Regions from separate parts of the Mus musculus genome. Here all the other regions are linked to region 1. A link is a contact called in public promoter capture Hi-C data. All regions are on one chromosome and are shown on one strand. Each heading gives the region's core, a stretch centred on a gene start, on an enhancer-like site or on the middle of the called end of the contact. The rest is flanking DNA. Distances are from core to core; before and after follow the strand shown.

Region 1 (3,264 bases), core at 536-3,035:
ACTCTGTTGGTCCATCTTAACTGATTAAACCCAAATCTGAAAGCAAGGCAGAGGTGAAGCACAGTAGCAGAGTAGGGGTCATGCAAAGGAGTTGAGGCTTGGTACCATGAAGAGAGCCTATGAGAGGCTATTGGTGAAGCCTAGCTACAGCGGAACAGTGTTTTGGAGATGCCAGTACCATGAGATGACCAGAAGAACAGCAGAAAAAGTGGAGTATAGGCATCTGGAGCCTAGAGGACAAGGTATGGGCTGGAGAGATGCCTCAGGGGTTAAAAGCACAGGATGCTCTTCCAGAGGTCCCAGGTTCAATTCCCGGTAACGACCAGTCCAGGAGATCTGACACCCTCACACAGACACATGCAGGCAAAACACCAATATGCATAAAAAGTAAATTATTAAAAAAATAAATATTTCACTAAGTGCTCCATTGAGAGTGCTGACACCAACTCCATCTCTAGAGCAGTAACCTCAGGATCACCTTGTCCCTCTCCTCTGCTGCATCTGAGTCTAGCACTCCTCCTTTCTTGAGTCTTCCTATTCTTTCATCATTTGCCCGAATTACTAAGTCTAATCTCTCTGCCTCACCTGACCTACCTCCAAAAATTCCTAACAAAATGCTGCCAGAGGTTACTGCACACATTAGACTTATTTTAAAAAAAAAATTAAAGATTTGTTTTATTTATATGAGTACAGTGTAGCTATCTTCAGACACACCAGAAGAGGGCATGTCAAGGTATGGATCTATGCCACATTTTTAACTCTAGTACTTATCAAATAACTAAAAAAGAAGTTATTGTTTAATAAGACAATTACCTTGACCAAGGTCCTACAGAGAAGTGATGCTCTTTGTGATTGCTGGGCTTATCTGTGAGATGTGGCTCTGCATTCAGACAGATTCACACTTTGGCCCCCAAAAAGAACATTTCTGAAATTAAAATAAAAACTGATAAAATGTCCCTTACATTATGCATCTCACCTGGGCCTTGTGTCATCTAATGAGTTACCTAGGTCAGGTTAGATCCACACACTACTGGGGGGAACGGCTTAACACTGATCCCCCCCCCCAACTTCCCTAGGGACTGTTCTCCTCCAGGGGCCAAATAGGCACTTGATCACATCCGCTGTGGGCGTACGGGAGGCTGTCCACACCGCAACGCCTGGTACGGCGGGGAGGGCGTCCGGGTGCCCATGCGGAAGCGACGCCAGGACAGAGGGTCGGATCCTTACCCGGGAGGCCTCCCTCGCCCCGAAGCTAAGGGTCCTCGCTGTACATCGTTGCCCAGGGCCGGCGGTGCTGATGCCAGAACAGCAGAGATCCGGGGGCGGGCCTCGCTTGCAGGAAACACCAAGCGCTGCCCGCCCTTGGTAGCAGCGGCAAGCCGCCGCTCTCACCAAACGCAGCTCTCCAGAAGGGTCACAGCAGGCGCCCGCTCCCGCAGGCCGCGCGCAAGTTCCCAACGGCAGTAAGCCGCGCGCCCCTCACCGCGCACGCGCTCTCCTCTCCTGCTCGTTCGCCCGCTCGCGGCTTGTCCGCGGCGCGTCTCACCCCGGCTAGGCCCGGCTGCAGCGCGCTAACCCACCTCCATGCCCCCCGCTAGAACAGCAGACGGAAGGGCAAGGCGACGCCCAACGCCCAACCCGCCGCTGCCGCGAGAGCGGACCCCGCCCTCAGCCCGCCCCCGCCAGAGCCGGCTTGTTGTGGTACACCAAGGGGGCGGACCATGGGGGCGGACGGGAGGTGGAAAGTGCAGCAGCGGGGAACAACCGGCCTGACCGCTGAGTGGCGTCACTTCCGGAACGAGGGGGGTAAGTCCGACCAATCAAGGACTCCCGTCCAAAGGAGCGGTAAATTAGCCGAGGAGCCTGTCCCCGCCCCTTTCCTCGTCCCGCCCCCTTTCTCACCCCGCCCCTTCCCCGACCCTCTTCGGGGAGATGCTTACCTGCTGGTTCCCTTTGGGCTCTTCCGCTCCCCAACGTCCGCGACGTCTGTCACGTTTCCGTCCGAAACCTAAACAATAAAATGTGTGCGTGATTCTGCAAGGGCGCCCCAAGTCGAGGGCTCTGCCCGTTTCCGACCCAGAACAGGCTCCGATAATGGAACACAGTCATGTCAGATTTCCCAAAGGACAGTTGGGTGGCCCAAAACCTCTCCTCCTCAAAAACGGAATTTAGGAAAAAAACAAATCACTTTACAAGCCCGGCAGCCTGTGGTCCCTGTACTCAGAAGGCTTAAAGCCAGCGCATCCAGGCCCAAAGGCCAGCCTCGTACAGAAAGCGATTTCGAGGCCTACATTACATTCACCAAAATTTTAAAATTAAAATAATTCTTTTTTTTAAAAAGGAAAGGGTGTGATGAGGTTTCAACTCCAGACCTGGAGGTCAGCGATTTGGAGGCCTAAATTAACCAAAAATTAAAAGTTAACATTCTTTCTTTTTCTTTTTTTTTTTTTCCTTTTTTTTTTTTTTTTAAAGGAAAGTGTGCAAGAAAGTAACTCAGGAGCACTCACCTGTCACACTGTAACACTGGGTTCCATTGCCAACGCCACAGAAAAGAACAAGGCTCTTAGAGGTGGCAGGTGGGTCAGAGACCTTCCTACCCTGGAGAACCTTAACGCAGAATGAGAAGCCAGCGCCTGAAGCACGAGGGTAAAGCTCTAAGGAACGTTCCAGAAAAGGGGGTGTGGTTTATAAGGCAGCAGATGACCGTTAGAGGGGCTTTAGCCAATCAGGAAGCGGCAGTTGAAGCTGACCGTTATTTTCTCCCCCCCCCCTTTTTTTTCATTTCGTCAAAGGTTTCTATCAAAATCAAAGTTGCAGAAAGTGGTTTCAAACTAGAAGCACTATATGTATGCATGGTTTTTAAAGTAACACATTTATGATAGTTTTTTTTTAAACAAGACTCTTGATAGCTAACTGAAATTTTCAGAAATGAGGGGAAATGATAGAAACTACCCGCAGTTCCTTGTCCCTGATGATACAGATCCTGGCAGAATTCGTAACCCAGATTTCAGACTTCAGCAATATACCATGCTTTATTCGTGAAAGGACATAAATGCTAAGTTACTCTTGAGTGTAAGAAACACAAGTCTGACGCTGGAGCGAGAGCTCAGCAGTTAGGAACACTTACTGATCTTCCAGAGGACCCAGAGTTAATTTTCTAGCGCCACATTGCAGTTCACATCTGTCTGAAACTTCGGTCCTAAGTGATGAGAACAGATGCCCTTCTCTGGGGCCGGCAATGGGTGCACATACAAGCAGGCAAAA
Region 2 (3,264 bases), core at 275-2,774, 2.5 Mb after region 1:
ACAGAGAAACCCTGTCTCAAAAAAACAAAAACAACCCACCCCCCAAAAAAACAAACCAAACCAAACCAAACAAAAAACCTTAAAAACATAAACCAATACGCTAAATGAATAAATAAAAAGGACACCAGGTTGGTTAGAATTAAAAGGCAGGAAGGACTCAGCATACATTCCTGAGGGGGCTGCAGAGCTGTGAGGACCTGATGCCTTGGAGATCTCAGCTGGGATCCTAGCAGCCCCGTAGCACCCCTCTCCCCCCCCCCCTTCTCTCCAAGCATATCTGGGTCTTCTACCAGAGAAGCTGAAACCCTGCAGCTCACCCTGCCTGCAACCTCATGAGCACAGAAGCCTGAAGCTGGAGTGACTCCTGGTGGTTCCTTACCCACCCTGGCACAGCTTTGGCCCTGCTTTAAAAGCTAAGCACAGGGCTGGCGAAATGGCTCAGCCGGTAAGAGCATTGACTGCTTTTCCGAAGGTCCTGAGTTCAAGCCCCAATAACCACATGGTGGCTCACAACCACCGGTAATGAGATCTGACACCGTCTTCTGGTGTACAAGCAGGGATTGAGGGAGCAGAGTTGACCAGAGTTGAGTGGGCTAACCGGAGCGAGCAGGGGTCCTAAAAATTCAATTCCCAACAACCACATGAAGGCTCACAACCTATAGCTACAGTGTACTCGCATACATAAAATAAGTCTAAAAAAAAAAAAAAAAGCTAAGCACAGTTATATAGGTAGATATTAAAATTATCATCTCTCCGGATCTGAGAAAACCAGAGATTCTCTCAGAATGCCTGGATATAGGGGAGCCTGTGGGCACATTAATATCTACAGCCATCGCTGAGTTCCACACCTAGGTGCAGACCAACCTCACCAAAAAAGAAGCTAGATGCATTTTGTCACTGACATCTGCTCTGAGAACATGATCAGGAAGGATGTATATGGCTGGCCTGCAAGCCCAAGGCTTCTTACTACAAGTGTCCCAGTGAGCACCAACTACAGGCTGGCGGTTAGAACACAGTGCGCATGGGAACACAATCGCCTGATCCACACTGCTGGCCGGGCATCAGAAGGTCCCCGGTGCCACATTACCCCAGAGACACCCCCACTCCAAAACTCTCACTACTCCTTCTGCCTCCCCCAGCTCGTTGCATCATGGGAATAGGGCTTCAGTCTCCCTGCTCAAGGGAACCTAAAGGGCCCAGGCCACCAGCCAGGTGGCCTAGTCAGGTAACCATTGGTCACTCAGTAGCCGGTCAATGGTCCTTTGTGTGGTGACAAGACTGGCATAATGGGCACGTCTTAGGTCGGTTGCACACCCTTAGGGAGCTGCGGTGCCAGGCTGGGGACTTGTGGCCGCAAGCCCCGGTGCAGGGGCGTGGGAGGCAACGCCAGAGCCCAGGCCACCCGGCAGCTCAGAGATGGGAGCCGCGGGACGAGTGAGGGAACCTCAATGTCCTGCCGCAAGGGGCAGGGTGGCAGGGAGGGGCGGGGCGGAGAGGGTGACACCCGAAGGGCCGAGGGAGGCGGGGTCCGCGTCCAGGACGCGGCGGGGCGGAGCGGGGCGCGATGCCCCCCGGCAGGGCCAGGCCCGGAGGGGCGGGAACAGGGCGGGACGGCCGCACCTAGCTCTGGGCTTCCAGCCTGGCCCGCCCTCTACCCTCGGCGCTCCTCAAAAGGGGCGCGGGCGGCGGGTGGAGGGCGGCGGCGCCGTCGGGGCTGGGGTGCGGCCGCCATGGACCCGTGGCCATGGCTGACGGCGGCGCTGCTGCTGCTGTTGCTGCTTGTGCAGCTGAGCCGCACAGCCAGGTTCTACGCCAAGGTCGGTCTCTACTGCGTGCTCTGCCTGTCCTTCTCCGCCGCGGCCTCGATCGTCTGCCTGCTGCGCCACGGCGGCCGCACCGTGGATAACATGAGGCAAGGGGGCCGGACGCCGGGATGGGCGCGCGCTTCCGCTTTCCTAACTTCTGAGCTCCTCGCGTTCTTTCCTTCCTGCCCCGCCCGCCCCGCCGTCCCCACGGTCCGGAGCCTCCGACGACGCGGCTTCCCGTCCCAGGGGCGCGTGTCACGATGTGCGCCGCTTGTAGGGCTCGGCCCTGCGGCGCCCCCTGCGCGCAGCGTGGAGTGTCGGGTTTGCGCGCGCCGCTAGCTTTGGGAGAGGGAGGGGGCCGAGCGAAGGTGGGACAGGCCCAATCCCACTTTCACCAGCAGGGAAACCGAAGCCTAGCCAGGCTTCCGGTCCGTGCTTCCACCTCTCTGCCGGTTAGAAGACACCTGTGCCCAGGTTGTAGCCACAGGTTCTCCTTGTCATTAACTTCCTCTTCTGGGGGGTGGGGGCCGAACTGTCTTTGGACCTGGCTTGCTAGCAATAAAGGAAGGAGGCTGTGGCCAGAATCCTCCTCTGCCCATCTCCCAGAGCAGGGAAGCTTAGTGGACAAGCAAAAGGTACAGGTATGGAGATCAGGCTAGGTTGTCCTGCAATGGGGGCTGCCCGAGAGAAAAAGCCTCTAGTCCTTTCTCCCTGTCCACACTCCCAGGAGACTGTTGCTACATTTCTTTCTGCCCCATTTGGACTGCTGAGAGGGTGGGTTTTGCAATGTCCTGGCCTTGGCCTTGCCTGGGTGTTTCGGACCTTGTGCCCCTGAAGCCCCTCCTCCCCCGCGGTAGTTACAAGGACTGTGAATGATGGTTTCCTGACTCTCGGCTGTATCTGGTCGTCTTTGGGGTTAGGATGCTGTCCTGACCAGCCATATTTTGTGGGTCCCAGCCCTCATTTCTCAGGTGCTTATAGTGACTATCCAGTGTCCCAGGGAGCAGACATGCAGAGGAGACCCTTGCACAGAAGACAAGGGTGCCCTAGCTATGCACTTTTCACGGTGCATAGAACAGGGTGGGGAGGCCTGCTCCCCACCTCCCCACCCTGTCTTAGGGTTCCTGTCTTAAATCCTCATAAGGCGATGAGTTGAGATAGGAACAGCAGGGCCCTTGGAGTATTGCAAGCATGACATCCTCCAGGGATGACCGTAGAGAGGGGTGAGTGGAAAAGAAAGGGATTGACTAGCTAGGAGGTGGAGGCTTGCTCAGTCCACATATGGACTCATCCCCATCTCGTGCCTCCCTGGCCTAGGCCAGCCAAGCTTGGGTTGCAGATGCTACTCTGCCTGGGCAACAGATGGGACTGAGGTTCAGAAAAGCAATTTGACAGAAAGGTTTGCGGACTGGGAGAGTTTGGAAAGAAGGAGGCAAGGGATCAAGATCCCCCCAGCCAG
Region 3 (3,264 bases), core at 368-2,867, 2.5 Mb after region 1:
ATTAACCTCATGACTGCCTCTGGCACTCGTTCTCGCTCTCTGCTTCCTGACTGTAGGGTCTGTGTGGTCAGCTGCCTCCTAGCCCTACTGCCATGCCTGCTGCCTCATGACGGTACTGTATTCCCTTGAACTATAAGCCAAATATTTCTTCCTTCTTTAAGTTGCTTTGGTCAGGGATCGGGACTGTTCATCTCAATTTGCAATTTGATAAGATCTAAAATCACCCATGAGGTGAACCTCTGGGTGTACGGGAGGGCTTATCTTGATTAGGTTAATTGAGATGGAAAGACCAACTCCTTCTGTGTGGCACCATTCTCTGGCCTAGCTCGGATCCTGGAGTATAGAAGGGGTTATCTGAGGACCAGCATTCATCACTCTCTAATCCTTGACCTGCCATGTGGGCCAGTTGCTTCAAGCCTACTGCTGTTACTTCCCTGTCATGCTAAACTGCAACCTCAAACTGCAGCCCAAACACTTTCTGCTTAACCTGCTTCTGTCTTGGTATTTTATCACAGCTACAGAAAAGGAAATTAAGACAGATCACTAAGACAAAAAGTGACTGGTAACAAGTCGTGAGGCTAAGATAAGAGCCCGCTCCTTAGTGAACCAGGTTTGATTTCTAGCATCCACATGACGACTCAAAACCATCTGTAACTCCAGTTTCAAGGCTTTGGGCCACGCATAACAGTTCACCCCTCAAAATCTAGTTGTTAGAAGTTAGGGGCAGGAGGATCAGAAGTTCAACTTATCTTCAACTACATAGCAAGTTTGAAGCCTAGGCTATATGAGACATCGTATCAAAAAACAGGAAGGAGGAAGGGAGAGAGGGAGGTGGGAAGGCAGACAGGCAGGCAATATAAGGGTTCAAGAACTTGGGACTATTAACAAGTGTGGCTGGGCTGGCCCACCAGTAAAAGAAGAGTGCTCAATGGTGTGTCCCCAGGCCCACAATTCACCCCATCACCTGGGAGCCCTCATCAGTTTCAGGACTTAAAAGACAAATCTGTACTTGTGCGGGACACAACACAGCAAGTAGTCAGAGTGTATTATTTGTCTTCCAGCACTGTCCTGAAGCAGAGGACAGCCAACCTTCTAAAAGCTGCTGTGTGCCTCAGATCCACAGACAACCCCACAGGCGGGGCTAGTTAGAAACATCTGGAATCCATGAACTCCCTGGAGCTCCCTCCTGACTCATCCCCAAAGCGTCCTTGTAAAAGAGGAAACAACTGGTCACCTCCTTGCCTCCTAAATTCTGGTTCGTCAGAGCTGGCCTTTCCTCTTTGCGTGGAAGCTTTAGTATCACTAAGAACAGGGAGAGCAAGGCTGCCCCCACCAAAAACGAGGAGTTTCGTAAGAAGGCGCAGGACTTCATGGGTCGTTTGAAAAGTCCTGTGAGCTTGGTAACACTCGAAATAAGTCTCTGAGTTCTGCTTGGAAAGGCAGGATCTAGGATCAAGCAGTACAGAGTCCCATGAGCCTCTAACCGACTGGGCTATGAGAAGCGCCGGCGAGGAGCGAAGGAGCCACTAGAGGGCGCGGCACTCGGAGGACAGTGAAAGTCCCTCGCGGGCTGCCGTAGTCAGTACTATAAAGGACGTGGCGTGGAGATGCTCGGCCTCTCGGCAGCCATGGCGGCTCTATGTTTGTATCGCCATTGTTACCGTTGGGACGCCGCGGATGACCCTATATACCCTTGGCCGGCTACCGGGAAGACTGCGTCTCCTGACGATCGTAACGAAGATGTACCGTGCTTTCCTTCTGAGAGTTTAGTCGCCCTAATATGTGCAGCAGGCTAACCGCGTGGTAAGGGGAAGGGCGTTCACGATGTGCCCGAGGGCCGGGTGGACTGCCCCCAGAAGTCCCGAGAAGGAAAGCCGAGGCTCCTGTCTGGACTAGTACAACGCAGAAGCCCCTGGTTGGGGCTCCAGACCGGTCTCCCTTTCGTAGGGCTAAGGAGCACCAGGGAAAGACTCTGTCTATATTTGCTGCATGCTGAATACCAACTTGAGATAACTCAGATGTGAGACAGTACTCTGTCTAGTGTAATGCCGCTGAGTTGGAGAGAAAGAAAAAGGGGTTTTATTTGTAAAAAGCCTAGCCGGGCGTGGTGGCGCACGCCTTTAATCCCAGCACTCGGGAGGCAGAGACAGGCGGATTTCTGAGTTCGAGGCCAGCCTGGTCTACAAAGTGAGTTCCAGGACAGCCAAGGCTATACAGAGAAACCCTGTCTCGAAAAACCAAACCAAAAAAAAAAAAAAAAAAAAAAGCCTTAGCAAGGACAAGCCATGTGGACCCATTGGAATAGGAATAAAATACAAGTCTAGTGCAGTCCCCCAAAGTGATCCTGATAGGGTGTGTGCAGAATGCTTTCTTCCTTTCCTTTCCCTAGGAAGCTTGCCTGCCAGAAAGAAAGCGCCTGTTGGGCTATTAGGTGAGTTGGGCTATTAGGTGAGTTGGGCTATTAGGTGAGTTGACTCAAAGTTACTAAGATTCGCATTAACAGTCACGGTGTGGCACCCAGCACTTGCTTCATCGACACCCTGCTCCTAGAGGCGTTGCAGGTGTGGCTGCTGTGTCACATGTGCGTCAGTAGGTGGCAGAGAGAAAAGAGGCTATGTCTACGCTCAGTGTTCTGCCCTGTGAACGTCTGAATGATTTGTAGCCTGACAACACTCCTGAAAGCTGGAGGTGGGATTGTCCCTCCTAGTTTTTGACTGGCTTAGGTCATTTGATGGCTCTGCATAAACCAAATAGAGGGGCTGGTGTGTAAAGAGGAAGTTTACAGAGAAATTGATCTGTTGGAAATCATGAAACCAGGTCCTGGGACACAGCGTTGTGGCACATGTTTCTCTTATCCACCAGCTTGGGTCAAGAGACTGTCTCAAAAACAACAGTGGGTGGAAGCAAGGATGTATCTGTCTTAGTCAGGGGTTTTATTGCTATGAAACACCATTACCAAAGAGCAAGTTGGGGAGGAAAGGGGTTATTCCGCACACACTTACACTGCTGCTTGTTGCCAAAGGAAGTCAAGGCGGAGACCATGAAAGGGTGCTGAGTGCTCCGCCTGTACCTGCATGCCATAGGAGGCCATCAGAGCCTGTTCTAGATGGTGGGGAGCTGGGAATTGAACTCAGCCGTCAGTGCTCTTAACCACCGAGCCAGACTCCAACCCCAACCAAGAGGTTGGGTTTCTCTATGGCCTGGGATTAAAGGTGTGTTCCACCACCAGCCCAGAGATGGCACCATTCACAATGGGCTAGGCCT
Region 4 (3,264 bases), core at 502-3,001, 2.4 Mb before region 1:
GACAGCGAGGGTTACAAAAATAAACTCTGCTTGGAAAATAAATAAATAATTCTCATAAGCTGGGTAGCAGTGCAAAAAGCCTCCAACCCCCCAATACTCAGGAGGCAGAAACAGATGTCCGAGTCTGAGGCCAGCCTGGTCTACAGAGTGAATTCCAGAACGGCCAGGACTGCATAGAAAGACCTTCTCGGAAGAAAAAAAAAACAAAACAAACAAACAAAAACAAAAACAAAAAAACAAATTTATTTTACATTCAACTAAGGAGGCCCTGAGCTTCCTAAAGCAGCGACTGTAATTGTTAGTGGTCGAAGAAAGCCAACAAGATGGCTCTGACACTCTAGCATTGAGAGAGATCCAGTACATCTTACCAACTAGTGAAAAACAGGGTTCAGGGTCTTGTCCAGCAAAGGAAAACCATGCCCATGAGCAGAGCGGTGGATGCGGAGCTGGGCGCAAGGTCATCCATTACAATCATGGAGTAACTGAAGTATCATCACACTATTGGATACTCACTGCTCCAACTAGGCAGTAACAACCCACCAGAGAAACTTTTGGGTGAGTCCAACATTTGTGGTAGGTTATAAAACAATGTCTACAGAACCATCAGTATTAATATGCAAAGTATAGGGGAGACAGGTAGGGTTTCCTCGAAGGACTACTGGAAAGTGATGAAAAGACCCCATTTTCACGTGACCGGTCAAACTCTCCCAACAATGAGTCCTGTGGCAGGTATTCTACTAGGAACCAAACCGTCATTAGTTACACAGCCCGACTTTCAAAGAACCAGAGAGTTGACAAAGTCAGAGAAGATAAACATCACTGGATAGAGGAAAGTTTGAGCGTCGGGGTAACTTGTCACTAAGTTTCAGGCAAAATACAAGGACAATTTTGTACTAGGCACCATGCCAGGAGCCAGAGAGGTCCCATATTCATTCAGAGAAGCCTAAGTCCTCTAAAAAGCCAGTTTCACTGACAAAACGCACAATATTGCCAGATGGTAGTTTCACGGTCCGAACGAGTCCATCCCACACTCTTCCCAGTAGAGTTAAGACTAATCGCCAGAAGGAACTCTCGAGGACCACCCACTTAACACCTCCCCTTCTCTCTGCAAAATAGAGAATTTCAAATATAAAATATCCTCGAATTTCTTCCAATATGCTTGAAATGCATTAAGTGGAAGGCGAGGTTTCCCAAAGCTGCAGAAGCCACGTCCAGGGCGTGAGATGGATGCCTGGGGTCTACAACCAGGACCTGCTGGGATCTGAATCATGGAGAGCAGGCCGCTGGGTGCAGTCGGGCGCGCGGGCGCCAGGAGCGCTTGGCAAAAGCTTCCTCTGGCCCCGGAGCTCCCGAGGGAACCGCCCGGGCCTCCCGCGACTCGCGGCCCTAGGCGCCCACCGGAGGCGTCGGCGCAGCGGCCTCCCGCCCCCGGCCTCCCGCGCCCGTACCTGCCGGACCCGGTGCAGGGCATCCACAAAGCCCTCAGCCTTCATGCCCACCGGAGCGCTCTGCCCCTGCACCAGCTCCGCCATAGCCAAGCCCACCGCCACCGCCGTCGCTCGGCTCCCCCGGTCCGGCCTCCCACTCCGCTCCGGGACCCGTAGCCGGAAAGGGAAAGTCGCCCCACTTCCGGCGGAAGGGAAGCGAAGGGAAGGCACTGCTAGCTCAGAGGGAGACAGAGAGAGAGAGAGAGAGAGAGAGAGAGATAGGTTGGGGGAAAGCAGCGTCTGTGAGGCGGGGTCTCAAAGCACGTGACCGCTGTCCGGCCGGAAGTGGGGGCGTGGCCGTGGCGCGAGGGGGGCCTGCCCTGGGCACAGGCAGATGTCCGTCAAAAAGACCAGGTTGCGACCCCGCCCTCCAAAGGCGTGGGCCCCAGGCCTTTAGCAAGCGTGGGACCGCCACCGCGGCGCAGGTGCGGCCTTATAGTCCCCCGCTGTGTGGTTTTGCCACCTGACGGAGGAGAAACTTGGACTTGGCTCTTCCAACACCTTACCCAAGCCGTCGAGGTGCACTGGCAGCCCCCTCCCTCTCGAAGTGGGGTCGTGGTGTGCTGCATTGACTGAGATTGAGCACCTTACTTGGTACTAGGACCCTTAGTACGGCAGGGCTCCGCCTTTGCTGCAGGGAGTCCCAGGCTCCAGAATGGGCCATCAGTTTGCCAAGGATCGGTTTGATGACACTGCTCAAAAGAAGCCTGGTGTCCTCTTTCACATTCTTTCACCCGGGTAACAGGAAATACCGTGGGACCATCATTGCTTCCGGGCCTGCTGAGGCAAGAGATCTTTAGGAATGTTTGAATGCTTGAGGGGAAGGAAAAGGGGGGAGTCTCACTTCAGAACCCCCTGCCTCCGTCAGAACAAAAAGTTACACCCCACTGTGCCAATATGTATGGGCAGTGGGTTTGTACGGAAGTTCAGGAGTTCAAGGTCATGTTCTAGGTCACCCGCAGCTAGCTACTTGAAACTCAATTTACTATTCTTTCCTTCCATTCTTCGTTTCAGTGTGTGCGTGTAGAATGTGTCACCACATACATGTGAAAGTCAGAGGACAACTCCCTAGAGTTGGTTATATACTTCCACCATATGGGTCCCGGGAATCAAACAGGTTATCAGGTCTGGCAGCAAACACCCACACCGCGGAGCCACCTCATCAACCCTGAGGCTCTCGTTTTTTTTTTTTCTTGGATTCCTAGAGTTTGGCACATAGCAGATGCTTAGGAAACTAATTCTAAGTTGAATATCGCTGACTCTGAATGATTCCTAGATTATGGCAAAATCAAAGAAGCTGGCCAAACTGCACAGGTTGATCACTTTAGACAGATCATTTCCAAACCCGTAGGGGAGACCAAGCTGGCACTCTGGATGGTGGAGAGTTTTCACTTCATCTATGCTTGAGTTTAGCAAACACAGAGTTTCAATCTTCAGGACAGACTTGGCCCTACTTGACGTTTGTCCTACCAACCTCTGAGGAAACACTGTCCACTCTTCCATACTCCCAACTGGCTGGCCCTGATGAGTAGAAATGGGATGTTCTTCTATCCAGGGTCTCTTTATCTAACACTTATTACAAACCCCCTGTTGATTTGGTTGGCGCTTGGTATCTGTTCAATGAATACGTAAAGAATTTTGTCCAATGAGGACAGGGGAAGCATCTTAGACAGTGAGTGCAGAAATGTTGCTGCCACCACCCAAGTGGCCTACAGGCAGGAGCCCAGTCTAATTTGTTTACTAAAACATTGAGGATAATTTAAAGCTTTCAAGAAAG
Region 5 (3,264 bases), core at 484-2,983, 2.3 Mb before region 1:
CTGGGAAGTGAACTCTGCCCAAAACCTTCAGTGAAAACCGATGCCTCAGACCCAGAGTTCAGCAAGGTATCTCTTCCTGCAGGGCTGCCCGCAAGGAAGGCACTCACTCCAGAAGCAGTGTGTTCACAGCCTGGTGGAGGGATCTGGCTGACCTAGGGGCGTCCAAGGTCAATGAGATGGGCCCTGAGAAAATGCAGCAGGTGGGCCGGGGCGTGGCTCCACCCCAAGGCTCCTGGAGTGTCTGACTTCCTCAGCTCAGAGCAGGCAGGCAGCTGGGGTGAGGGGCACACTTGACCAAGGGTGCTAAGAGCTGTTCTGTCCTACTATGTGCGTGGAGGAGGTGGGTAGTGGACAGAAGTTGCCCTTCATTTATGGACTCCATGGGCACTGGGTAAAGTCAGAATTCCTTGGGCAGCCCTGAGGCCCTTCCAATGCTCCCAGACTTGGCTGGTTTATGGTGGGAGGGGGAGAGGGTAGGGGGAGTTTGAAATGGAGGCTATTCCAGTCTCTGCCCAGCCCAGCTCTTAGGTTTCTCCACTGTCTTCTTCCTTCTGAAAGCCTTGTCTGGGGCGGGGGAGGGGGTGGAGGAGTGGGGGAGTAGGTGGCTGGGGAGGGTTGCGGGGGGGGGGGGGGGACGGGACCCTGTCTTTTCAGGTCTTCATCCCAGACCCAGTGAGCAAGTGGGCAGACCCTGGCCACAGTTCTCAAAACAGCTCACTGAACTTGAACTCTTGGACAGCAAGAGTTCTGAGTCCAGGCACAAGGCTGGCAGCCCTGGAGCTGGGAGGCTGACGTCAGGGGTCACCTGCCAGGTGGAGGAGCCGCAAAGCGAGGGATCAAAGGAAGGGTTTTCCTACTCTACCCCTGGGGAAAGGGCAGGTCTGCTCCTGCCAGCTGCACTTGCAGACAGCCTGACAGACCCACTTCACAGAGGGGAATACTGAGAGCGCGGTTAGTTCTCCTGGAGAAGATTTCCCTCGATTTCTCGGTTAGCCTGCCTTCCAGAGAAGGGCCCAAGCCGTTAACAAGCCAGAAACAGACATTTCCTGCGAAGGGGCTCCTCCCAAAGAGCCAGCCAGCTAGCAGGAAACCTGTCTAGAAGCCCCACCCAGACTGAGCCTGGCATTGCACCCTACGGAGAAGAGAAACCAGTCACAGCCTAGGAAGGACCCGGGACGGGTAGGCAGGGTTCGCGTGTCCACCAGAGCAGGGTACTGTCACACTCAGGAGAAAGGCACACGCCCAAGCCCCTAAGGGCAAAGAGGGGCTGGACCTTTTGCTTACTTTGAGAAACAAGCCTGAACATAGATCGGCGAATCTGATCCAGGGAGAGGGATTCGGAAGCCCCCAACCCTCTGGACTCTCCGGGACTCTACTTGGAGCCTTCGCAGCACACAGAGGATCGTGAAAAACCAGAGGGGGACCTCCATAGTCCTCCTGCTCCGGAGACCTTGGGACCCGTTCTCCTACATGGGTTCCCTAGGCAGGAGGAACGTGTGCGTCACAGCGCCCCGGACATCAGCCTCCTTCCTTCCACTAACTGCGCGGTCACTCGGGGGCTGCCCTGAGCCCACCCCCTGCAGCTGCTCGCTCCCTCTGGGATTCCTTGGTCATGAGACCCTGGATAGAGAGTGGGGACCAAGAAGGGCCCGGAACTTCTTACCAGTGAGCCCAGGCGGCAGTGGCAGACGGCGGAGCAGGGCTGAGAGAGGCGCGCATCCAGGGTTATAAGCACAGGGCCTGGGGGGGGCAGGAACCTGGGACACGTGGGGACGGGCGCGAGAAAGGCCCCGCCCTCGGGCCCGGCCCCCGCTCCGAGCCTCTCAGGGCTCGAGGCCACCTGCGGGTGGGCGTGGCCCCGCGCTCTCTCCCGCTGGCCCCTCCCTCTTCCCTTGGCGCCCGCACCACCTCCCGGGGGCGCACGGGCGTGGGCTCTTGCAATTTAGGTCCCCTGATCCTGACCCGCTGGTGGCGCCTGGGAGGGCGGCAGAGGTTGGAACCCGCGTGACTAGCAAGGCTGATCGCAGCTGTCTTGCAAGAACCCTTGAAAGCGCTGCAAGGCGGGAGTGAAGATGCAAATTGCTTAGGTTCAGAGGCTGTGTAGCCCCACTCGATTTAAAGACTGAAGCATCTGCCCCTCAGAGGCTCTTGCTTTCCCTGATGCTAGCCCACAAGCCAGAGCTAAGGGTTCACAAGAAAATGCAAACGAGTTGGCCAAGGATGGCTGGGGATGCCATTTTAACGTCCTGGCCTGGCACCTGCCCAGATCGCCGTGGGCTCCCAGTAAATGGTGAATCAAAGCCTGGCTGTCTGCTGAGCCATCAGAAGATGGGGAAGGTTGAGGTTCACAGAGGTGAAGCTGCTGGCTTGTAAAGTGAACCCGGGGGTTGTGGCCCACATGAGCCAGAAAGCCGTGCCAGAGGCTTCCCAGCCTGGCCTGAGCCCTGCAACACACAGGACAGCCCCTGCCCCAGTGAACCTCAACACCCAGGATTACGGCAAGATCATATCCCCCAGGCAGGCCTAGATTCCAAGCCTCAGACGGCTCCATGCCCATGTTTTACCCAGCTTTCCTTACTACTGCCTTGCCCTGAGACTCTGGGTGCCCTCTGGGGTCCAGCCAAGCCCCTTACTCGGTCTCCTGATTTTTGTTCAAGGTCAGAAACAGCAGCTGTGGGGGCTTCTAGGAGGGAGAAGGTGCCAGACACATTTACAAACTTTAGCTGCAGGATTCTTTTGTGCTCCTGGCCCTGTCCTCCAAGCTAAACGTAGCCCATGCTGGTTAGAAACTCCAGAGAGCCAGGTGGGGACGGACGTCCAGGGGACAGCCTGAGGCATCTCTCTGCTAAGTGACACTAGAACAGCTGACCTTCGGGCGTCACTGGACCAGCTCTGGACCTTCCTCACAGACAGGAGACTAGTGAGGTCAATGAAAAGAACATGCCAGCAACTTTTGAGCCACTTTGAGGCCATTGGTCCCCATTTGCTGACTCGGCTTCTTAGGGCTGGCCCAGAAGCTTTCCATCTTACCTTTATGAAATATATGCACAGAGAGAGGGTGCATCTTTCCCAAGGCCACACAGCATGCCCAGAGCATAGCAGAATTTGGGCCCCGAAGCCCAAAAGCCTCTGCTCTAACTCAGGTTTGAACTGAACTGGTTCAGGCAGGAATCACGAACAGGGGGAACCTTTACCCCCTACTACAGAAATGACTCCAGCCCAGAGGACTGACACATAGGCAGGGGGATAGAGGGGCCAGTACTG
Region 6 (3,264 bases), core at 197-2,696, 2.2 Mb after region 1:
GTAGCCTTTGCTTCTTCTCTTGCTTTGTCTCTGGCCTGTACTTGTGGGCAAGCTTAAGCAGCTGAGTAGCTGGAAAACACATTCAATTGGACTCTAAGCCTGAATCCCTTTAAAGGCGCTGGGGCTATTACTTGGCCAGCAATCTCACGCCCAGGCCCAATTCTAACCTGTCACTTAACCTGGCATTGAAAAGTTGTGTCTGACCTCCTAGCCCTGAATGGCTGTGGCTCATGCCATTAATACCAGCACTCATGAAACAGGCAGCAATGCTGAGCTCCACAACTAGAGACCCTGATCCCCCAACAAAACCACCCTATTGTGGTACACTGATGAGACGGCAGGAGGTCAACACGGGGATCCTTCCTCAACTGCTTCCTCACCAAATCCCGCCCATTCCAGGTGGAGGGACTGGGGACCCCCTTCCACCTCTCTCTTCATAGCTGTATTAGTGTGGCCATGCACTGCAGTAAGGGCAAACTCGGGGCCAGTTTCTGGCTCTGGGGCCCGGAACCTCACCTGTCTGCCTGTCCAGGGCCTGGGTGAACTGGTTAATGGCAGGAGGGACTTTGAGCCGCTTGTAGAGGATAGCTCTTTGCCGCTGCAGTCTGATGTAGCGGGGCCATTTGACGAAGCGCGTTAAATCTCTTTTGGGCTGGATGTCCTGTCCTGGGAAGTTAAGAGGGACACTGTGACCGAGGCCTCTCCTCGGGCCGGCCTGCAGCCGAGGCAGTACCCAGGGCAGGAGGGCGTCGGTGCATCAGCGATCTTGGTGGTTCTAGTGTCATCACCACTCATCTGATAGCAAATATTCTGTCACATCATCTGCACACGACCACCATTCCCCTTCTCACACCAGCCGAGCATGCGCAGTGGCGGCTGCTCGGGACGGTGCCCGGCTCTCATTCAGTCCATTGCCCGTCAAGGCGCCTTGCCCTTGTGACACGCCGACGCCACTCCTTACCAATGCCGAAGTTCTTGGGCCTCTTCTCGAACAGAGGGTTGACCACCTTCTTGGCCTCCTGCTTCTTGACGACGGCGGGGGCCGGGGCCACCTTCTTCCCCTTGGCCTTCTTCCCTTTGGGCTGTACGGAAGAGAGAAACCCGTGCCATCGGGCAGCGGAGTCATTGCCTGTGAGTCGGTCGCTGTGGCTCCCTTTCCGCGAGGGACCCCGAGGAGACAGGGACGGCGGAGAACGCCGCTGACGGGCGACGGGCGGCGGATGGAGGCGGATAGCGCGGGGGCCCAGAGACACTCACCATCTTGCTCGGCTGCTGGAGAAAGAAAGAAGAGGGAATTGTGGGGGATAAGTAAGTGGCCGCAGATATCGCGAGAGCAGGCGCCCTCGCGGGATTTCGGATTTAAAGCGACAAGGACCCACTTCGGACTCTGACAGAGGGGCGGAGCCTGAGCGGGGGCGTGTCGGGCCGCGGCTGCGCGTTCGTCCAGGCGGGCGGGCCCTGGCACCGGACCGCAGGCTCCGAGAGGCGGCGGGAGGCGCCAGGAGTGAACGGAAGCCGCGGGAAGGAGCGTGCGGGTGCTTTGTTCCCTCGCCGTAAGGGCCTGCTGCCGGGCGTGTGTTCGTGGACGGAGCTGTTGTATCGGAAATCCCGGTCCCCAGCCCTCAGTACTCGGTTCGGGCCGGACCAGACTGGTTCTCGTCCAGGGCCCGCCATGGCCCAGCAGAGAGCCCTTCCCCAGAGCAAGGAGACGCTGCTGCAGTCATACAACAAGCGGCTCAAAGACGACATCAAGTCCATCATGGACAACTTCACCGAGATCATCAAGACCGCCAAGGTGTGTGGTAGCTGTTCCGAAGCCATTGGAGAAGGCTGGGACTGGTTTTCCCTGGGGCCTGGGTACAGGGGTGAGGAAAGCAGAGGGAATGTGACTCACCTGACCGGTGCGGGTAGGAGTGAAGAGGCGTTAAAAGTAATGGGACAGCAGATAAATAGAAGAGCCAAATAGTGACAAGCACAGAGCAGAGAGGAGAACTCTGGCCCGTTTGCCAGGGCTCTACGTTAGTTACTGAGCACTAGCCACCTGGGCTGAGGTTTACCCTTGCCATAGATTCTTGTGATGACTGGTGAGTTTAACCCTTAAACACCACAACCCTCATGTTGTGGTGACCTCCAGCCATAAAATTATTTTTGTTGCAACTACAGAACTGTTGTTACCCTTTGAGTCGTAAATGCCAGTGTTTTCCGATGGTCTTAGGCAGCCCCTGTGAAAGGCAATCCACAGGTTGAGAAATGCTGTTCTATTTAAATAATTTCTGAGAAGCCTCAAGCCCACTGAGGTCTGTGTTAGGCTCCAGCTGGTCCACCTGTAAGCTTAAACTCAGAGATCAGAAAGTTTGTCTTTTTAATCCTTTATTGAACATCTTTTCTTTCTTTTTAAGATTTATTTATTTAAGGACTGGAGAAATGGCTCAGTTAAGAGTACTGACTGCCCTTCTAGAGGTCCTGAGCTCAATTCCCAACAACCACATGGTGGCTCACAACCATCTGTAATGAGATCTGATGCCCTCTTCTGGTGTGTCTGAAGACAGCAACAGTGAACTCATATACATTAAATAAGTCAATGTCTTTTTAAAAGATTGATTTATTTAATGTATATGAGGACTCTATTTGCATCTATACCTGCAAGACAGAAGAGAACATCAGACAGAAGAGGGAGGGCATCAGATCCTATGGCAGCTGGTTGTGACCCACCTTGTGGTTGCTGGGAATCGAACTGAATGTACCATCTCTCTAGCCCTTTATTTCTTATAAACTGTCACAAAGACTGGGCAGTGTCCTTTTGACATGAAGTAACCTATCGTCACCCAGAGAACAAGAAGGGGTTGGAGACATTGCCAGTTGTCTAGACAGGAAGTAGGCTCTGGATCTGCGGGAAGGCCTGACAGGCTATGGTAAAGACATGAAGGCGGGTGGCGGCGGCGGCGGCGGCGGTGGCAGCTAAGCCAGGTGGCTGCTCCCTGTGTTGATTCTAGGCTTTTCTTATTTGCCCTCAGATTGAGGATGAGACGCAGGTGTCTCGGGCTACTCAGGGCGAACAGGACAATTATGAGATGCACGTTCGAGCAGCCAACATCGTGAGTGTGGGATGGAAGACACCATGGAGGGGTTGTAGGTAGAGTCCAGAGTAGCAGAGGAAAACAAGGGAGCAATGGGGTGGGCAGAGCCTGTCTTGGGGATTGCCCTCATAGGCACTGGGAGGAGGGCCTTGTCCGTTCTGTGGTGGTGATGAGAGGGAGGGCAGCT
Region 7 (3,264 bases), core at 216-2,715, 2.2 Mb after region 1:
AAACAAGGCCTGTGATTTGTGTAACTGGTGCAGTCATAGCTTCGTCTAGGGCACAGTACTGAAGGAAGTGCTTCCCAGCCATCCTCTGTAACCTGCACTGGTGCTGCCTACAATTCACTTGAGAGATAGATACTGGGGCCTAGGAGCAAGGTCCTTGCCTGTGGCTGTGGGACTGGGGTCTGAGCCAGAGCTCATCTTTGAAGCCACACCTTCAGAACTGGTCTGTAAGCCAGAACTCTACAAGATCAGTGCTGTCAGGTAGAAGGTGGCTGAGGCCTGAGTACAGAGGCCACTGTCAGCGTGGGGTAGGGGACAAGATATGTAGGCAGTACGGGAAGGATAATTAGCATACAGGGAATACAGGGTGTCCGTTGGAGCTCAGCCCAGGTAGTGAGCAGTGGTTTGTTTTTTGTTTTTCTCTAAACATTTCTGGCCATCAGAAGTGCATTTGCTTGGCTAACGCATGTAAGCCTTCTCTCAAAGAATACTGGAAAAGAGGAAAAGAAAATGAGCGAAACTGAAGCTTTTATAAGCCGAGTCTAACAATTAATGAGGCTGACATGTGAGGAAAAAAGCGATTAAAAAAACAACCACTCAGGTTCTGCCTTTAAAGACCCCATACATGGAGGGAAGGGGAAGGGCACGTGCACCATTCTCCAACCAGTGGTCAGACTTGGGGGTTGGTCATCATTTTAGAGGGAAACTGAGGCCCTGGGAGGACTCAAAGGAGGAGAACTCGGAGGAGGAAACATGCGGGGATCATAGGGTCACCCTGTGATGGAGGCTGGGCCTGGCTGTGTGGCCCTCGGACCTGTCCCGCTGCCCAAGGACACTGGACCTTGGTTGTGGGGGCATCTCAGCACCTGATATTTTTCCATGGTATCTCGTGGAGACACTGCCTCACTGTCCTACTACCGGGCAAAGCCCTCGAGCCAGGCCGGTAGTCGAACCCTCGTTTGAGCATGCTCGGTAGTGACTGCTCCGTGTGCCCACCCCACCTCCTCAGCCCCTCCACCTGCCTTCCATAACCCTCAACCCGGGGCGTGTCTGCTTAGCACTTTGGCTCGTACATGGCATACTCGTACTATGCCCCTTAAAGAAGCCACAGAGAATAGGGAGCCGTGTTTCGGACGAAGGGCAGGGCCCCGGTGTGTTGGGTAGGGTGGAGGGCGGGGCAGAGACTGACGACGCGGCAGGCGGGGCCGCAAGTACTACGGGCGGGAGACACAGGTGGCAGGAAGTCTACCAGCACGGTGGGCGGGACCTGCTGCTTGGTGAGGGTGGAAAGTGGTCAGCGCTTCGGGTTCTAGAGGCTGAAGGGCTAGGGGTGGTCCGTAGGGGCTGGAGGGGCGGGGCCTGGGGTGTGGGGGCGGGGTCTACCTGTGAAGGGCGCGCGGCGGAGGCGGGGCCTGTTCGTGAAGGGCGGTGCGCCGGCGCCAGGCTCCTCGAGCGTGGCGGGCGGGGCCTGGAGCGTGAGGGCGCGCGGCAGGCGGGGCGGGGCGCGGCGGGAGGCGCGGTCCCTTTAAGGCTTGGCCTACGTGGCAGCCGCTAGAGCAGCCGCGGCTCAGCGAGGCCGGCCGCCGGGTACTTCCTGTGGAGGCCGCAGCAGGCGCGAGCGCCCAGGACCTGCCAGCTGAGCCTTCCGCCGCCGCCATGGGACAGAACGACCTGATGGGCACGGCCGAGGACTTCGCCGACCAGGTGCGGCCTGCCCCACAGCCCGCTGGCCGTCACGGCCCCACGGACGCCCGTCCTCGCCGTCCTGCCTAGCTCTACGGAGAAATCCGAGGGGAGGCTGGGCGGGGGGTTGGGGGTGGCGGCCAGGGAGGCTCCCGGGGCCCGCGGTGCTGCTCTGTGCCCTCTGCCCTCTGAACCGCGGCGGCTCCTTGGGGACCTCTGGGGAAGGGGGTACTCTGTGCGCCCCGCTGCGTGGCCCCTCCGCCCTTGTCCAGGACCGTCCTGGCCCTTCCTTCTTTGCGTGGACTCTGCTCCGGTTGCCCGATCTGGGTCCACGCTGCCGAAGGAGAGGAGCCTGCCCCTTGGCTCGCCTTCCCAAGTGTACAGGTGGCTTGTGAACCGCAGGGAAGGCCTGGGATGAGTCTGGGCCCGAGCGACTAGCTGGGCAGGGTTAGAGCCGGAGAGAGGCGCAGGTGGCACCACTTTTTACAATTAAGTTCGACGGATGGGGTGGGAGTTGTGTGAGTGTGAGGCTTTGACTTCTGAAATTGTCCCGTTAGATCTGCGAAGTCATAATATAACCTGAACTAGCCCTGGAGGCTGAATGGTGCCGGGGCCCACCCGCCAGCCAGTTTTGGTTCACTTAGTGTGTTCGTGGCTGTCGGTGATACGAGGAGGCATTTTTTGGCCTAGAGTACTCGAAGGTTGGGTGTGTGTGACCATCTTCAAATGAGCTTCTCTACCCCTCCTTTTGAGGGGTGTCACCTCCCCATGTTCACCTTCAGTTCTGTTGAACCATTTTCCTGTGAGCTGATCTTTTTAAAGGCATTTCTACCCCTTTTGGAAAAGTTTCTAATGCCACGATTTTGCATTAAATACATAATTTTAAAATTGTATGGACCAAGGTCTTCCTCTTGTGATGGGTTTCGTTGACATAATTCTCAGTGACCCAGTTTTATCTTCCTGAGTAGCAGCTCTCTAAGAAGATGGCTTCATAGCCAAGTTTGTGAGCGGCTCACCTCAGGATCTTCAGCTGGAAAACCCACCATTTTGCAAGTGGATTTCACAACCCAGATCAGATGAATTATCTCCAAGAAGCTGCCAACTATCTAATGATAGATTTCAACTGGAGAAAGAGTTCATCTTTTATGAAGTCCTCCATGTACTTTGTTTTGATTTAAATGAAAGAAGCCAAATCTTGGGACTGGACAGGCTTTTGTGGGGAATACAGTAGCCACTCCCACTAAGTAACTGGCTTGGGCTCCTGGACTTGCCAGTGTCCACCACCCAGGAGGAAACCCTGGGTCTCCTACTGCTTGGTGTCCAGGGCATCTCAGGTCTGGAGTTAGATTTCAGCTACACATCAGTGGAAAGATGCCCGTACTGTAGATGGCCTGCTGCTTAAAACCAAAATTCCCAATGAAGGTTCCTTCTTAAGGGATTAGCCTCAGAGTCCACCTGGAAGTTAGCAGAGGATACCACAGGAGCTTCTGAGATGTGACTCCTGCTCTTCTGATCCAGTGTCAGGCATCAGGGAGCCTTCCAGTGGCCTCAGTGTGACCAGTCCTGGGAGCTTTTGTGTTGGAT

What was found. Promoter capture Hi-C pulls out the DNA fragments that hold promoters and counts their contacts.
Region 2: a contact with region 1 is called in a promoter capture Hi-C map of liver, with 2.8 times the contacts expected there. The contact joins the promoter of Agpat2 here to the promoter of Setx in region 1. A contact is called at or near these places in 1 of 39 promoter capture datasets (liver) and 1 of 9 other capture datasets (liver).
Region 3: a contact with region 1 is called in a promoter capture Hi-C map of hippocampal neurons, with 2.0 times the contacts expected there. The contact joins the promoter of Snhg7 here to the promoter of Setx in region 1. A contact is called at or near these places in 2 of 39 promoter capture datasets (hippocampal neurons and liver).
Region 4: a contact with region 1 is called in a promoter capture Hi-C map of liver, with 3 times the contacts expected there. The contact joins the promoter of Fubp3 here to the promoter of Setx in region 1.
Region 5: a promoter capture Hi-C map of pre-B cells shows a contact between it and region 1, with 4 times the contacts expected there. The contact joins the promoter of Ass1 here to the promoter of Setx in region 1.
Region 6: a promoter capture Hi-C map of liver shows a contact between it and region 1, with 5 times the contacts expected there. The contact joins the promoter of Med22 here to the promoter of Setx in region 1. A contact is called at or near these places in 3 of 39 promoter capture datasets (erythroid cells, liver and pre-B cells) and 1 of 9 other capture datasets (liver).
Region 7: a contact with region 1 is called in a promoter capture Hi-C map of pre-B cells, with 3 times the contacts expected there. The contact joins the promoter of Surf4 here to the promoter of Setx in region 1. A contact is called at or near these places in 1 of 39 promoter capture datasets (pre-B cells) and 2 of 9 other capture datasets (adipose tissue and liver).

Annotation. Positions count from the first base shown.
Region 1 is chr2:29,123,513-29,126,776 of GRCm38.p6, reverse strand. Setx (senataxin) reads right to left here and starts at 1,785. Exons shown (of 26, transcript NM_198033.2): 1 at 1,228-1,785; 2 at 814-925.
Region 2 is chr2:26,602,677-26,605,940 of GRCm38.p6, reverse strand. Agpat2 (1-acylglycerol-3-phosphate O-acyltransferase 2 (lysophosphatidic acid acyltransferase, beta)) reads left to right here and starts at 1,524. Exons shown (of 6, transcript NM_026212.2): 1 at 1,524-1,912. The coding sequence starts at 1,731.
Region 3 is chr2:26,638,597-26,641,860 of GRCm38.p6, reverse strand. It overlaps Snhg7 (small nucleolar RNA host gene 7), which reads left to right and starts at 1,617. Exons shown (of 4, transcript NR_024068.2): 1 at 1,617-1,803; 2 at 2,390-2,431. Snora17 (small nucleolar RNA, H/ACA box 17) reads left to right here and starts at 2,540; the gene lies at 2,540-2,671.
Region 4 is chr2:31,571,138-31,574,401 of GRCm38.p6, reverse strand. Fubp3 (far upstream element (FUSE) binding protein 3) reads right to left here and starts at 1,751. Exons shown (of 18, transcript NM_001033389.4): 1 at 1,449-1,751. The coding sequence starts at 1,532.
Region 5 is chr2:31,468,739-31,472,002 of GRCm38.p6, reverse strand. Ass1 (argininosuccinate synthetase 1) reads right to left here and starts at 1,733. Exons shown (of 16, transcript NM_007494.3): 1 at 1,664-1,733.
Region 6 is chr2:26,908,824-26,912,087 of GRCm38.p6, reverse strand. Med22 (mediator complex subunit 22) reads left to right here and starts at 1,446. Exons shown (of 4, transcript NM_001033908.1): 1 at 1,446-1,795; 2 at 3,015-3,095. The coding sequence starts at 1,673. It overlaps Rpl7a (ribosomal protein L7A), which reads right to left and starts at 1,281. Exons shown (of 8, transcript NM_013721.3): 1 at 1,258-1,281; 2 at 962-1,082; 3 at 517-666; 4 at 1-69. The coding sequence starts at 1,260. Gm23969 (a small nucleolar RNA gene) reads right to left here and starts at 827; the gene lies at 754-827.
Region 7 is chr2:26,931,712-26,934,975 of GRCm38.p6, reverse strand. Surf4 (surfeit gene 4) reads left to right here and starts at 1,465. Exons shown (of 6, transcript NM_011512.3): 1 at 1,465-1,701. The coding sequence starts at 1,654. It overlaps Stkld1 (serine/threonine kinase-like domain containing 1), which reads right to left and starts at 920. Exons shown (of 19, transcript NM_001379463.1): 1 at 864-920. The coding sequence starts at 878. Gm36591 (a long non-coding RNA gene) reads left to right here and starts at 1,708. Exons shown (of 2, transcript XR_374179.1): 1 at 1,708-3,264.